2 separate regions of the Rattus norvegicus genome follow, and region 2 is linked to region 1. A link is a contact called in public Hi-C data. All regions are on one chromosome and are shown on one strand. Each heading gives the region's core, a stretch centred on a gene start, on an enhancer-like site or on the middle of the called end of the contact. The rest is flanking DNA. Distances are from core to core; before and after follow the strand shown. Region 1 overlaps Mcoln2 (mucolipin TRP cation channel 2). Region 2 holds the start of Gng5 (G protein subunit gamma 5).

What was found. Hi-C and Micro-C count contacts between places; a contact is called where the count stands out from the background.
Region 2: a contact with region 1 is called in a Hi-C map of Schwann cells, with 5 times the contacts expected there. The contact joins the promoter of Gng5 here to the enhancer-like site in region 1. A contact is called at or near these places in 2 of 12 Hi-C or Micro-C datasets (the A7r5 cell line and Schwann cells).

Annotation. Positions count from the first base shown.
Region 1 is chr2:237,751,242-237,757,970 of GRCr8, reverse strand. Mcoln2 (mucolipin TRP cation channel 2) reads right to left here. Exons shown (of 14, transcript NM_001039005.1): 10 at 6,559-6,660; 11 at 6,336-6,458; 12 at 1-92. Among named protein-coding and RNA genes, the nearest start is that of Mcoln2, 41 kb to the right of the region's middle. Within about 2 kb of position 5,125, at least 4 of the 93 cell types and tissues checked have an H3K27ac peak or open chromatin away from gene starts, as enhancers often do. A contact at or near this core is called in Schwann cells, where this site is marked.
Region 2 is chr2:238,050,834-238,056,848 of GRCr8, reverse strand. It overlaps Gng5 (G protein subunit gamma 5), which reads right to left and starts at 1,895. Exons shown (of 3, transcript NM_024377.2): 1 at 1,790-1,895. The coding sequence starts at 1,870. It overlaps Spata1 (spermatogenesis associated 1), which reads left to right and starts at 2,073. Exons shown (of 15, transcript NM_001014177.1): 1 at 2,073-2,140. It overlaps LOC134485993 (a long non-coding RNA gene), which reads right to left and starts at 1,783. Exons shown (of 2, transcript XR_010064493.1): 1 at 1,328-1,783; 2 at 1,131-1,177.

The DNA.
Region 1 (6,729 bases), core at 3,876-6,375:
CTCTTCTGCTGGATCTGAGCAAATGTGGCAAACATGTCATCACCGTTGACCAGAGAAAACAGGCATTCGGCAACGATGTTCAGGTTTTCAAACTGCAAGGGGAAGCGTAAAGGAACCCTGAGACTGAGCCCCAGAGGAAGCTGGGGGCTGCAAGGAGATGCAGGAAGCTGCAAGGGGCTGCAGGAAGCTGCAGGGAGCAGTGGGGACAGCAGGGAGCTGTGAGGGAGCAGCGGGGAAGAGCAGGGGGCAGCAGGGGGCAGCAGGGAGCTTGTTTTCTTTGAGCTGTTCCTGTCATTAGTAGAACTATGATGTCTCTATACTACAGCCAGCAACATTTGGAAATGGTTGAGACTCAACACAACATAAAAGAGTTTTTCTAAAGACTATGCCAGAGACTTCCCAACCATATGATGAGAGCATTTTCCCAGGAACTTCCCACCCCCAAAGACAGGCCACAGCTAAGACAGATGGCAAGGCCTGTGTCAGAGCTGGGGTGAGACATACAGGCTCAATGATACTCCAAACTAGTTCTCAACAAAGGGAGGAAAAGGTTGTATTCAGTGACTATGGGAAATTGTGGTTCTGAGACAGCAATGTGATGAGAGACATCTGTGCTGAACTGCCCAGTGCCTTATTGAGACTGGAGCATACAGCAGGTTCAGTCCAGCTCACAAGCAGATTTGAGTGACTTCTCAGCCATGGGAGCAATGGGATTTGACACATACGTCTTTAAAAACTAAGAGCTTTTCGGAGATCTCCTATAACAGGATAGCCCAAGGGCAGATGCCAGTCAGAAGTGACATCAAGAGTCCAAGTGAGGCAGAAAGTCCTAGACAGAAAAAAAAGAGAGACTCTGGAGAAAGTATATCTTCATGAAGGCTACGAGGGGTCCTGCGATGGTTAATCCTTATTGTTGACTTGAGCTGCTCCAGAACTACATAGAATCCTGCCACGTCCCTGGCAGGTGTCTGAGGAATTTCTAGTTAAACTTAAGTGGAAAGATACACCCTATATGTAGGTAGCAACATTTCCTGTGCTGACTAACATCCCAGGCTTATTAAAAAGGAAAAAGAGAGCTGAGCACCAGCATCTGTCTCTGTCTGCTTCCTGACTGTGGATGTCATGTGACCAGCGACCCCATGGTCTCACCATGATGGCGGCCCCAGCATGGCGGGATGTACCCTCAAACTGTAAGCCAAAGCAAATCCTTCCTTTAGTTTCTTTCGTTAGCTATTTTGTGGCAGCCACGAGAAAAATTACTATCCATAGGCTACTAATTGGCGTTTTAGATACAATGTATCTGAGGCACCAAGTGGGAACTGGGACATTACGTTGCTGGCACATTAAGCACATGGAGCTGAGGCAGTGGCCCAAGGCTGACACACAGTATCGCTAGACCCCACAGTCAGTCATCCTGGCTCAGGAGAGTTATCAAACTGCCTCATCCCCACTCAAAGCAACTGTATGCCATTAATAAACAACGGATCTTTGGAGCCAGGGGTAGGCAGTAGATGACAATGAAAAGCTGCTGGGGTAATGGTGACTTAAACCATACAAAGACTATATAATATGGTTTTCAGAAATATATGAAAGGAGTTACTGTAGAGTTCTCAATCCATTCTGACATTAGGGGGGTCAGGTCTCTACGTTCATTAATTGAGCATGGCCTTGGGTACACCCAAGGCTTAGATAAGCATCTGGGATATTGTCATGGGGGAGGAGGGAGCTGCTGTCACATTACAGGTAACAAAGTGAACCTCTCTTTTCCCTATCCAAGAAAAGGGCTCTCCTTCTAAATTCCTCTGTTCCTCTAACTGAATCCAACCTCCACCCAACAGAAACATCTACACCAATATGACTGAGAACACCAAGTCTATGCTGGCACGGCCAGTTGTCTCCCCACTCTTTGGTCCTCCAAAGTCCCTGTGCTTTGTGATGTGAGCCACTCTCTCTCTTCCTTTCTGATGTCATTACAGAAACTTCTAGAGGGTGGGGGCTCTTTGGCATGCTGTTCTCTTTACCTTTTAATCCAAACTGAAACAAGCCTAAGTCTCACAAAGATAGCTTCAAAGCCATTTCTCTTGTGTATGGCCATAAAACTGAAAACAGGAACACAGAAGGTTCCAATAAGTCCTTCTTCCATGTCACCTCGTGTTGCCTCTTGTCGATATTAATATCTTCCCATCGTACATTTCCCTGGTAGAAACTGGTCTCTTCCTCTCACGTATTCTTCCTTTCCCTCTGCATCAAAGTCAACATTCAAGAGCTAAGTCAAGGTCTACTTGGGAATAAGATGCTCTGTCAGCTGCAGCTCTTGCTATATTATCAGCCAGAAGGCTGGAGAATGTGGTAGGGCTGTCTTTTAACTGCCCCCAAATGCATTTCTACACCTCAGCTGCAAAGCAAACCTTACATCGTACACTTGTCTTAGCACTAGATGGAGCAGGGCCGGATGCGGGTAGGAGAACATGTTCCAAACAGTGATCACTCTCAAGCCCTGGAAAAGTCAGCTCTGCAGAATGGGACTAACATTGCTTTCCTTGGAGTCTTGCAGGAAGCATCCAGTTGAGCAGATCTCTTAACAGCAAGTATGCAGACCGCTTAACAGACAGGAAGTTCTGTCATATCCCTTACTGTCACCAGCTTGAGACAATAATAAGGCTAAAGTTGGCTTCTCTGGATGCCAGGGAAATTCTAACAGCACCGTGGGGCTCATCGATTCTTTCATTTCAAGGCCTCTAACACTTTGTGCTTCCTGTTTCAGAAATTCAGATAGCTCGATGGTCAGTACCTATCAGATCTATGCCTTAGCTCCCTATGCAAGCACGCTCAGTATAGACACAGTGCCCGCTCAACCTTAACGTATGCATAGCCACTATACCTCTCCCTCCTGTGTACAAATCAGACCTAGTCTAGCCCACCAGATTATAGCAAAGACCTAATAAAGTAACTATTGTATACTGGGTCATTTTTCTACCACAAGAATAGACCACAACGAAAGTTCTTTTAGTGGTCAAATTCTAACACACAAGCATAAGAGAGGCCAATGAGCAGGTGCTAAAATGTCTTCAGTTGGACAGCACATGGGCTAGCCCTTAGGCACAGCAAGACCCTGTGTCCAGCTGGTTTTCTTGTCATTATGAACAAATACCTAGCAAGGAAGGAGGATTTATCTTCCTCACAGGTTATTTTTTGGTGGGGGATGGGTCAGATATACAATTTATCATGTCAGGAAGGTGGGGCAGTGGGAGCGTTCAACAGCCACTTGCTTGCATCTCAGTGGGAGAAGAACCAGCATCAGGGCTTTCTCCTGGAGCTCTTCTTTTCCCCTTTATATTCATTCCGGACTCTGAGACCTTATGCCACTGACATCCAGGATGAGTCCTCTGTTAGAACTTTCTGGAAATGCCCAAATGTTAATGCCTACAGATGTGTCTCTGAGGTGACACTCCGTCTCGGCAGGTTAGCCCTCACACCCTGAAAGGTAGACCAACTGGCTCTCGCCAGCAAAGTCGATGAACACTTGACACATTCCAGGCACCAGGGTGGGCACCAAAAACAAGATGAGGAATGAACCACCATCTCTGCTTTCTAGGAACTACGCTGTGTGTACAGAGGCTGCTCATAAACAGCCAATGGGCAGTTCCGTTAAAAAGTCCTGGTGGTTGTATGAAATCACAGAACAGAACAGAACAAGCATTTATGTCACAAATGATGCTTGTAGGTGAGCCAAAAGACCTCTCGCTTAAATGCAGATACAGCCTGCAATCGCTTAGGTCCGAATGACTTCAGGTATGGTTGGAAGGCATGTAGCGAGACTCTCTTTGGATAGGTAGAATGTTTTAGCTGGATCACGATGAATAAGCAAAGCGTCTGGGCAAGAGCGGACGCCTTGGAAATCTCACAACCTTGGCCGTGGCTTCAGCAAAGCGCAATGGTTTATCGGTGGCTTGTTCCTCTTATTTGTAAAATGGAGATAATATAAAACTATTATTCATGCATCACAGTAAAAAAAAAAAGTCCCCTGGAGACAGGAAATGTAAAAGCCACATTAGAGAGGTGCTTAATAATTCAGAGTACGGTATGGAAGCTGATTGGCCGCCTTTAGCTCCCTGTGTCTAGGCATTTACAAGGAGCATGTGCCAAAGCCCATTAGTGCTGGAAATGGGCATCGATGTGACACTTGGGTTCCTGGGGCTGAAGTCAGATGTGTAACAGGAAGGCAGGAAGCTGAAGCGTCTGGTGCTTGGGCTCCAGTCGGCCGCAGCAAGTAAGAATTTCCCCGACACCTTCCCTTTGGAGTCTTTCGTTTGCTTGTTTGATTTAAGTGGTGAAATGGCTTTCACAGGCAAGGCTGCTGTGATTCGAAAAGTGCTAATGAACACTGGTCTCGATGCTGCTCAGCTGTTCTTGATATCAGCATGTGATAACCGAGGCTGGCAGGCCGGGTGTGACGCTGTGATTTACTTACTGTCTGGGTGACCGCAGAAAAAGCCTTGGTACTTCAAGGTTCTTACTCTCCATTAAGGATGGTACTGTCTCACAGGGACGAGAAGATAGGGTATGGTGGCTCTGACCTCAAAATGACCCCAAAGGCACATGTGTTAAAGGCTTGGTCTCCAAACTCTAGCACCATTGGGCACCCTTAGGAGACAGCGCCTAGTGGGAGACCTCTGGGGATATTTGAAGGAGTTGTTGGAAACCCAACCCCTCCTGCTTCCCTCTTTCCTTTTGGATACTGTGCAGCAAATAGGCCTCCTCTGTCCTCTCCTGCCACGATGCACACTACCTGGTCACAGGCCCTAAGGCAATGGGGCCAAATGACCCTGCACTGACTCCAAGAGCTAAAATAAACCTTTCTTCCCTAAGAGTTGGTCTGCCAGGCATTGTATCCCAGTGAGAGGAGGGACAGAGCAAGGGAGATAAAGAACTTGGACACGGGGCCTAACAGAAGGCAAAGGATAGAAGCCATTCAGTAAACGTCAAACGGTATGAACTTTGAACCTTTCAGAATAATGACTGGGGACAGAACTGCACAGAGCGTGTGACAAAGGACATTGGACCACTTGTCCGACTGTCTTGGGACCAATGGTTGGATGAAAGCCTGTTTGGGCCCAATATTTATTCCACACAGTGCAACAGTGCCCTCTAGTGACAGAGAGGTGAAGCTGCTCCAGGAGCAGGAGGCAAGCAAGAGGAAGAAAAGTGCTAATTCTCCCGCAATTGGTAAGACAGTGAGCTCTCCATGTTAGAGTCATCATATCAAAGAGCAATCTTTACCCATGAGTCACCTTCAAAGAAGTGACACGAGACAGGGACAATCGATAGGATCTTAGGATTGACTGCTATGCTGGAGGCTGCCTCTTTGCTCATTGTACTGTTTTTCCAGAAAAAAAGATCAGGACTGCTTTTGGACACACTAAATGTGACAGACAGTGAACACTGGTGTCCCACACTGAGGTTTGATTGGATAGGACAGCAAGGAGGGTCTAAGCCATGTGTGTCACTCACTCTGAGTAAAGCTCACAAAGGACGTAGTATTTTGGTTAACGTCAAGGTCAGAATTTAGGGTTGAGCAATTGTCGGGGGAAAGAAATGCTGTGAGGTACAATGACCCTTTTCACTGTTTGGCTTGAAATACAGCCTCATGCATTTCCAATCAATTGTATCATGGTTTTGAGTCAAGGTCTCCTTCTGTTCCTAGGCTAGCCCAAAATATAGCATTTAGCCCAGGCTAGCCTTGAACTCACAGCACCACTTCCTGAAAGCTCTTGGGATTGACCATAGCTTGACCATATGCTTGACAGTCCTGGACTTAGGATAATGATGGAAAGGAAACGTAGTTAGAAACTCAGCTAAGACACAGACCTGAGACTGTCCAAACCACCCTCAAGGGTGTGCACGCACGTCAAGACAGGTGAAGTGCTCACTGCAGGCAGGGCTGTTACTGTCCTCTGTTGCACTCAGCCAGTATGGATGGAGGCCCTAACACTTCACACTAGAGCAACTCTGTCATAATCCCCTTACTTTGTTTTTTAACGCTTGCTAACGGCGATCCCACAGGTAAACATGGTTCACTGCTAATGAGCTGATGGGACGCATCAGATCCTCAGCCAGGCTCAGACTTCTCTGAGAGGTGCTCCCACATCCTGATGTCACTTCTACATCCCCAAAAGGAGAAAACAGAGAAACAGAAAAAGAAACCCTGCGGGTACTGACATGGAGGGTGCGGGCTGGAAAAGAGAGGCAGAGGTAAGTGCTGGAGACCCAGGGAAAGGGCCCCGCGTGCCCGGCCACGTGCCCGCCGGGATGCAGAAAGAACTGGGGCTACACACCTTCTCGTGGTACGGCCCTAAGACAATCCAACCGCAGAACGTGTAGCCCAGGTAGATCAAACCGGCGCAAGCGCTGAACCGGAGCACTTTGGGCAGGGAGGCCTGCATGGTTAAAATGAGCGCCTGGAAGACAGAGGGGTGGAAGGCTCGGAGGTCGGAAACCATCCAGCAGAACCCGGAGGCGGAGCCCGTGTCAATCACGATGGCGCTTCTGGGAGCTTACATTGTACGTCTGAAAGTAACCCAGATATCGGATGACTCCAACCCAGACAAGGAGCGTCGACGTCCCGAGCAGGATGCTGCACAGGTCATAGTTTGTGAGGTTCTGAGGAAGGAAAAGAAAGCACCACTGAGACGGGCACCCGGGCCCCTTTAACGACGAGAAGAACCGAGT
Region 2 (6,015 bases), core at 646-3,145, 300 kb before region 1:
TCTCGAAAAACCAAAAATCCAATGAACAGCCTAGTAATAGCACCAGTGGAAGGGGAAGTCCTTGGTCCTGCCAAGACTGAACCCCCAGTGAATGTGATTGTTGGGGGGAAGGTGGTAATGGGGGGAGGATGGGGAGGGGAACACCCATTGAGGAGAGGGGGAGGGGTTGGGGGATGTTGGCTGTGAAACCAGGAAGGGGAATAACAATCGAAATGTAAATAATACTCAAGTTAATAAAGATGGGAAAAAGAAAAAAAGAAAAACCAAAAACCCAGTATTTTAAACAGCAGCTTTGGACTTAAAACGGAAGGTTGCTAAGACCCAAGCCACAGTCAGTCACTATCCACTATCCAGGAGGTCGACACTGCAAAACTATTAGGCTTCCAAATGTCCTGACCTACCTCTGAGGGTTTCATAAAGCGCTCGTAATTACCACCTAAACAAATGCAATAGTAAGTTTATGCTAGCTTTAAAATGTCACACACAAAAAAAGCACCTAGCATAGGTGTGGTACATGGATGATGTCAAATGGCACCTAACCTAATTTAGGAACCTAAAAAAAAACGTAAAATTCCTAAGTGAGATGTGCCTTGCTGTGGAAACTTCAAAAACTTCTGTGGTGACTTAAAATCATCCCAATCAGAAGCTTTCAGAAGAATTCACACACAAGGCAAGATAAGCTAGGAGACTGGCAGGGAGCAGTTAGGATTTTCAAAGAAAAGGGCATTCTCTGGGAGCTCATTGCTTAGGCCCACTAGGGTTAAGTACCACGACTGTAATTATACATTCATTATTTCCTTTACAACCCACTTTATGATAGTTAATATGTATAAATGATGATGATGATCAATAGGTTGCTTCGAATCTCAGAGCTCTAATCTGGCCAAGACAGAGTAAGTCACTTAGATGAAGTGAGAATTGATTAGAGAAATGGAGTCCAAACCAAGACTGATGGGCGTCTCCCTACCCTCCTAAGGTTACAAGGAAGTTAAGGGGTCTCTGACATTTCTACTTGAGGAAGCTAAATAGAAGCCCTTCCCAAAAGTACATTAGAAATAAGGACTAGCCTGTTGAATATAAAATCAAATCACCTTGGAAGCTGGCAGCTTCTAGCAGGGTGATTTACATTCTTGTTTCTTTTTATAATCGCCGGGAAGTGTTTCACATGTAACCCGACCTATTACATCAGAAAGAAGCCAATTTGATTAGGAAATGAAAAAAATAACCAAACGGTCCTTAAAACAGCGTTTGAACACCTAGATATCTACCAACACGGTCAGAAGGCCTTTCCCCAAAAGTCAATAATAGCCCAAGACACGACACCAACCAGACGGCAAGGTGAGAACAGAGGCCAGCGCTCATCGGTTTCTCCGGCATGTGAGCCAGTAAACAGATACCCCAACAAGGTCAGACGCGAGCACACTGTGGCGTCTGTTCCAAACACCTCTTTGTTCGAGGCAGTACTGAGCAAGGGTGGTGTCCTCAGTCTCCCGGGATGTTCAGCAAACAAAGTTGTTTATTAGGCCGTGGTCTGGGAACTACCCGGGAGGACTCGTGTGTGTTTAAAGGACGAGTACTAGGAGTAAGTCTAGGGCGAGCAGTGTGAGACGGAAATCGGTGGCGAGACTTGGCGTCCGGTAGGGAGACCCGCCGGGGCAGGGAAGAGTCCACCGGCGGCGGAAGGGCGGGCCCCCTCCTCGCCCGCGGCCCACAGCCCTGCCCGAGAGTCAGGCGCCGCGTGTCCACCGGCGTTCCCACCAGGGCCCACTGCCGGCTCGCACACGCTCACCTTCACGCGGTTGAGCCCGGCCTCCAGCCGGAGTTGCTGAACCACCTTCTTCATGGCGGCGACGCTAGAAGAACCCGACATGGCGCTCGGGACAGCCGGGCCAACTTGTCAGTCCGAGTAGGGGGCGGCAGGTCGCAGGACGGCGGAGGCGGGACTCCGAACTTCGTCTAAGTTTCCGGTGCTGTGCGCGCCGCGCATGCGCGGCGACGCCTCCTGGACGGCCGCGGGCTTGGCAGCGCGCGCGAGTGAGGAGAAGGGGCGGAGCGGCCGGTGGGCGCGGTGGCGACCGGGGCGGTGCGGCCCGACGCCCGGCCGGCGCCTTCCGCGTCAGGAGGGGCTGGTTAGGGCGAGGTAAGAGGACGCCCGGGGAAGGCTCGAGAGCGCCGCCTTGGGGCTCGTCGCAGGTGGGAGGGAGTTACTAAAAGCCGGCCGCAGCCCGCCAAACCCAGGGCCGAGGGCACCGTAACCGACCCGGGCCGCGGGACCCCGGACAGTCGGAGGCCTGGCCCGTCGCCGAGAGGTGTGGGCCGCCCCGCACAGCTTCCCGTTAGCGCTGACTGGCGTTCGGGGATCGTTTGCTCTTTCGATGTCTGTAATTGCTTCGTGCTTGTAACCGAACCCCAGAGGGAGTTTTCAGAAGACTCAAAAGTTAAATACGATTTAAATTAGTTCAAGCTCCGGTGTCCTGTTGGGATCTAACATCTATAAACATGAGGTTCGTCAGGAGTGCCGTTTCTTTGGGATACTGAGAAAAATGACAAGATTTGCTCTGGGCCAACACTTCACATTACGAAGCAGTTAATATCAGCTCGCGGGGAAAAAAAGAAATGTGCACCGGAAGTTTGCTGTTTTACCCAATCCTTAACAGTGACTGTCTAAGAAACTTCGGTTTGAATTTAGGCCTACTGCTTGCCCTTGTGTGCTTCGGCAAGCCATTTAAACTGCCGAAGTTAAAACCCTTCCTGTGTTTCTTGAAAACGAAACGAAAGGAAATGTGTAAAGGATATGAAAGCTGAGGCTGGAAGATGGCAGTTAGAGGACTGGGGAACTCCTACAGAGGACCAGGTTCACTTCCCAGACCCCACTCTGGGCAACTCAAAAGCACCAAGTCCAGGCCCTCACTAGAGTCAGGGAACATCCGCATCCACTCACTTACAGAACCACATTAATACATAATATTAAGAAAACAGAATATTGTTTAAGACAGTGTCTCACTTTGTAGCTCTGGCTGGCCAGAAACTCTATATAGATCAGAATAGCCACAAAACTCAGAGAGATCTATCAGCTGCAGTCTTCCAAGCGCTGTGATTAAACGCTTGCCACCAAACTGAATGAATGAATATGACATGTAACACGAATATTTTACCTTGTGACTTGTTACCCATAATGTATGCTAAAACAATGCAGATTTCTAAGATTAACGTGTAACTTAAAGAATGTTTTACCTAATGTTAGTTGCAATAATACTTAAGAACCATGGAGTAAATGTTAGTACTGGAAGGAATTTCAAAGAAGATGTTTACATGGTGCAGTACCCAATATTAAGAAAAGATTGAGAAATAAACAAACTTTATTTTGTCTTAGTCTCAGAAAGTTTATTTTTTCCTTTCCCCAAACGATTGAGTTAGGAAACCAGAGTGCATTGCTGTCTCAAACACCAGATGTCATCATAGTTTTACAGTATGTCCAATAAGTAGTACATATTGGGATAGGAAGGAAGGAAAAATAAAATTGCCTTTAAATTCATTTACATTCGAAGCTATGAATATTAAATACAGTTCATGAACTATCAATATCTCCTAGTAAATGCTTCTTTTTTAACCTTGTACTATTGTTTACATATTAGATGATTAAAGATAGACTTTGTTGTCAAAAGTAACTTGACCCAAAGAGAACCTATTAACAATGAATGGCAAGAAAACACTACCAATAAATTTTGCTATTTTGTGTTTTGTCAGCAGAACATTGACAATTTAAATACTTTCTTCACCTTACTCAGCTTTACCTCACTGGGTCTGAGTTCAATATTAAATAAATAAAATACCTTCAAGATTCATATGACTTTTTAGTTTAGCCTTAAGCCAGAAGGTTTCAAAATGAATTTCTCAGTGAGCTTATATTACTTATTTATATGACTTACATCACATTCTGGAGCTTTGAGTTTACATTATTATAGTATCTAAGGAAGATGGAGTTTGGGCACAATGAGAGACTTGCCTCTAAAAGAAATCCTACAACGTAGGTTACCCAATGCTTTTTCCCGTTATATACATGCAATACATTTCTTTCTATGGCTTTACTAATACATTGGTATAATAATTAGTTTTCATAATTGAATATGGAACATAGGGAAATTTTGTTAAAGGAATGTTTGGAAAAGTGTTTAAGATAGCCAATTTCAAGATTTGCATTTTTAGTTCTACATTTATGCATATTATCACCTATTTTTCAGGGAATGGGGCACTAAATATTCTTTCTCTAAACTGCTACATTTTTTCCTTCAATCTTACCATATTAGCATTCACCTCATGCTATGGGTTCTGTCTTAAATGCACTCCAAAGGCCTAAATGCTAAAGCTTGATTGTCTGCCTATGGTGCTATTAGAAGGTTGGGCCTTTAGGGAGTGAGACCTAGTGGAAGGAAGGCAAGCATACCATTGATAGGGGTATCAGGATGTTCTCCCCTTCCTTACCTTTTCATATTGTAAGCCTCTCATGTGTCCCTGCCACAATATACTGTATTGCCTCAGGTTCCAATCAACAGGTCAAGACGTCATTATAAATAGACTTCATGGTATGTAGGCTCAGAGATGTCCCTGGGCACTTTGTTTATTTAGCTAACAAAACTTACCTTTTAGGAGTGTTAGAACTTTATTAGGTCACCTATGAACTAGGCAGGACAAAACTCTCAGAACAGAAATAGAACCTGAATTTAACCTGATCAGAGAGACCTGTGTCAAGTATTCCCATCATCTGCCAGGAGGTTGACTGTATCCTGATTTCTCTTAGTTTAAAGGTATTGTCACTATCTGAATAAATTTCAGAACTGGAAAGGGTCTTAAAGCCAAGTCATTTTCTTGTCAGTTTTATGACACTGAGACAGACCACAGTAAGTGACCTTATTCAGTATAGAGGACTAGAACCCTGCTTTTCTAGTGTTCAATTCATTTGATTGCTTTCTATGGGGTTCTGATAGATGTAAATATAGCCTAGGTCAACTCCCAATTTTAATGGTTACTTGGGATTTCTAGTCCACTGAGTATCTCTTTGTATTTGCTAAATACAATAACCAAACTAATAACAAACAATAACTAAAAATTACTCAAATCCTTATTTACTTTGAAGAACACTAGAAATTTTTAAAATTTGGTTTTAGGTCTGGAACTGAGTCTCAAAGTTATTTTTGATGGAACTCTGTAGTCTTCTGCTAAGATCAGATGTGACCTTGGAATACTTTTCAATAACTTTATTTTTAACAGATGGTTCTGGGGGCTCAGATTTAAGAGACTTGCACACTCTGTGCAAGTGATCATCCACCGCACTGCATCCCCAGACTAAACAACTCACTTTTAGATAGGTTGGTAACTGTTGGTTGAAATTAGTATACAAGATAAGATTATCTATCTGTGACAGAAAGGTTGTAAAGCAAAATGTTGTAGTTCCTGGGAGATTATCCTAGAGCTCTACAGTCCCCTCCTTGCTCATCAGGAGATTATCCTAGAGCTTTATAGTCCTCTTCTCCTTGCTCACCAGGTCTCTTTATGTTCTAATTGGTAGTACTTTGTCCACTAGCCAATTAGTTTGAAAATCCCAAATGTTATGTTAGGAGTTCATATGTGGAATGGTTTGGTTAAGATCAACCAAAATTCTCTTCATGCCTAAATTTTAATTTAAACTTATTATTGATTAAATAACAAGCCCATTCAAGTTAGTGAAGCATTGGATAAGGTTATTATTATAAAGATAATGTAGAGAAGTCATGGAAGTTGATTCTGTGTGAAAACCTCAAAACTAGAACTATCCCACAGATAAGCCAAACAGGAAGAAAATCAAAGGTTGAGAATTTTAGCAGCAAAAATTCTGGCCTTTATTCCTTATAACTAATTTCATTAGTTTGCCTGTTGCAATGCATTTGCTTAGTCAGTTTGTTTTAAAAACCTTTATAACTTCCAAAAAGTCCAGTTTTCTCATAGTATGAGCATGACTAGTGGCTGTGATGACTGCTC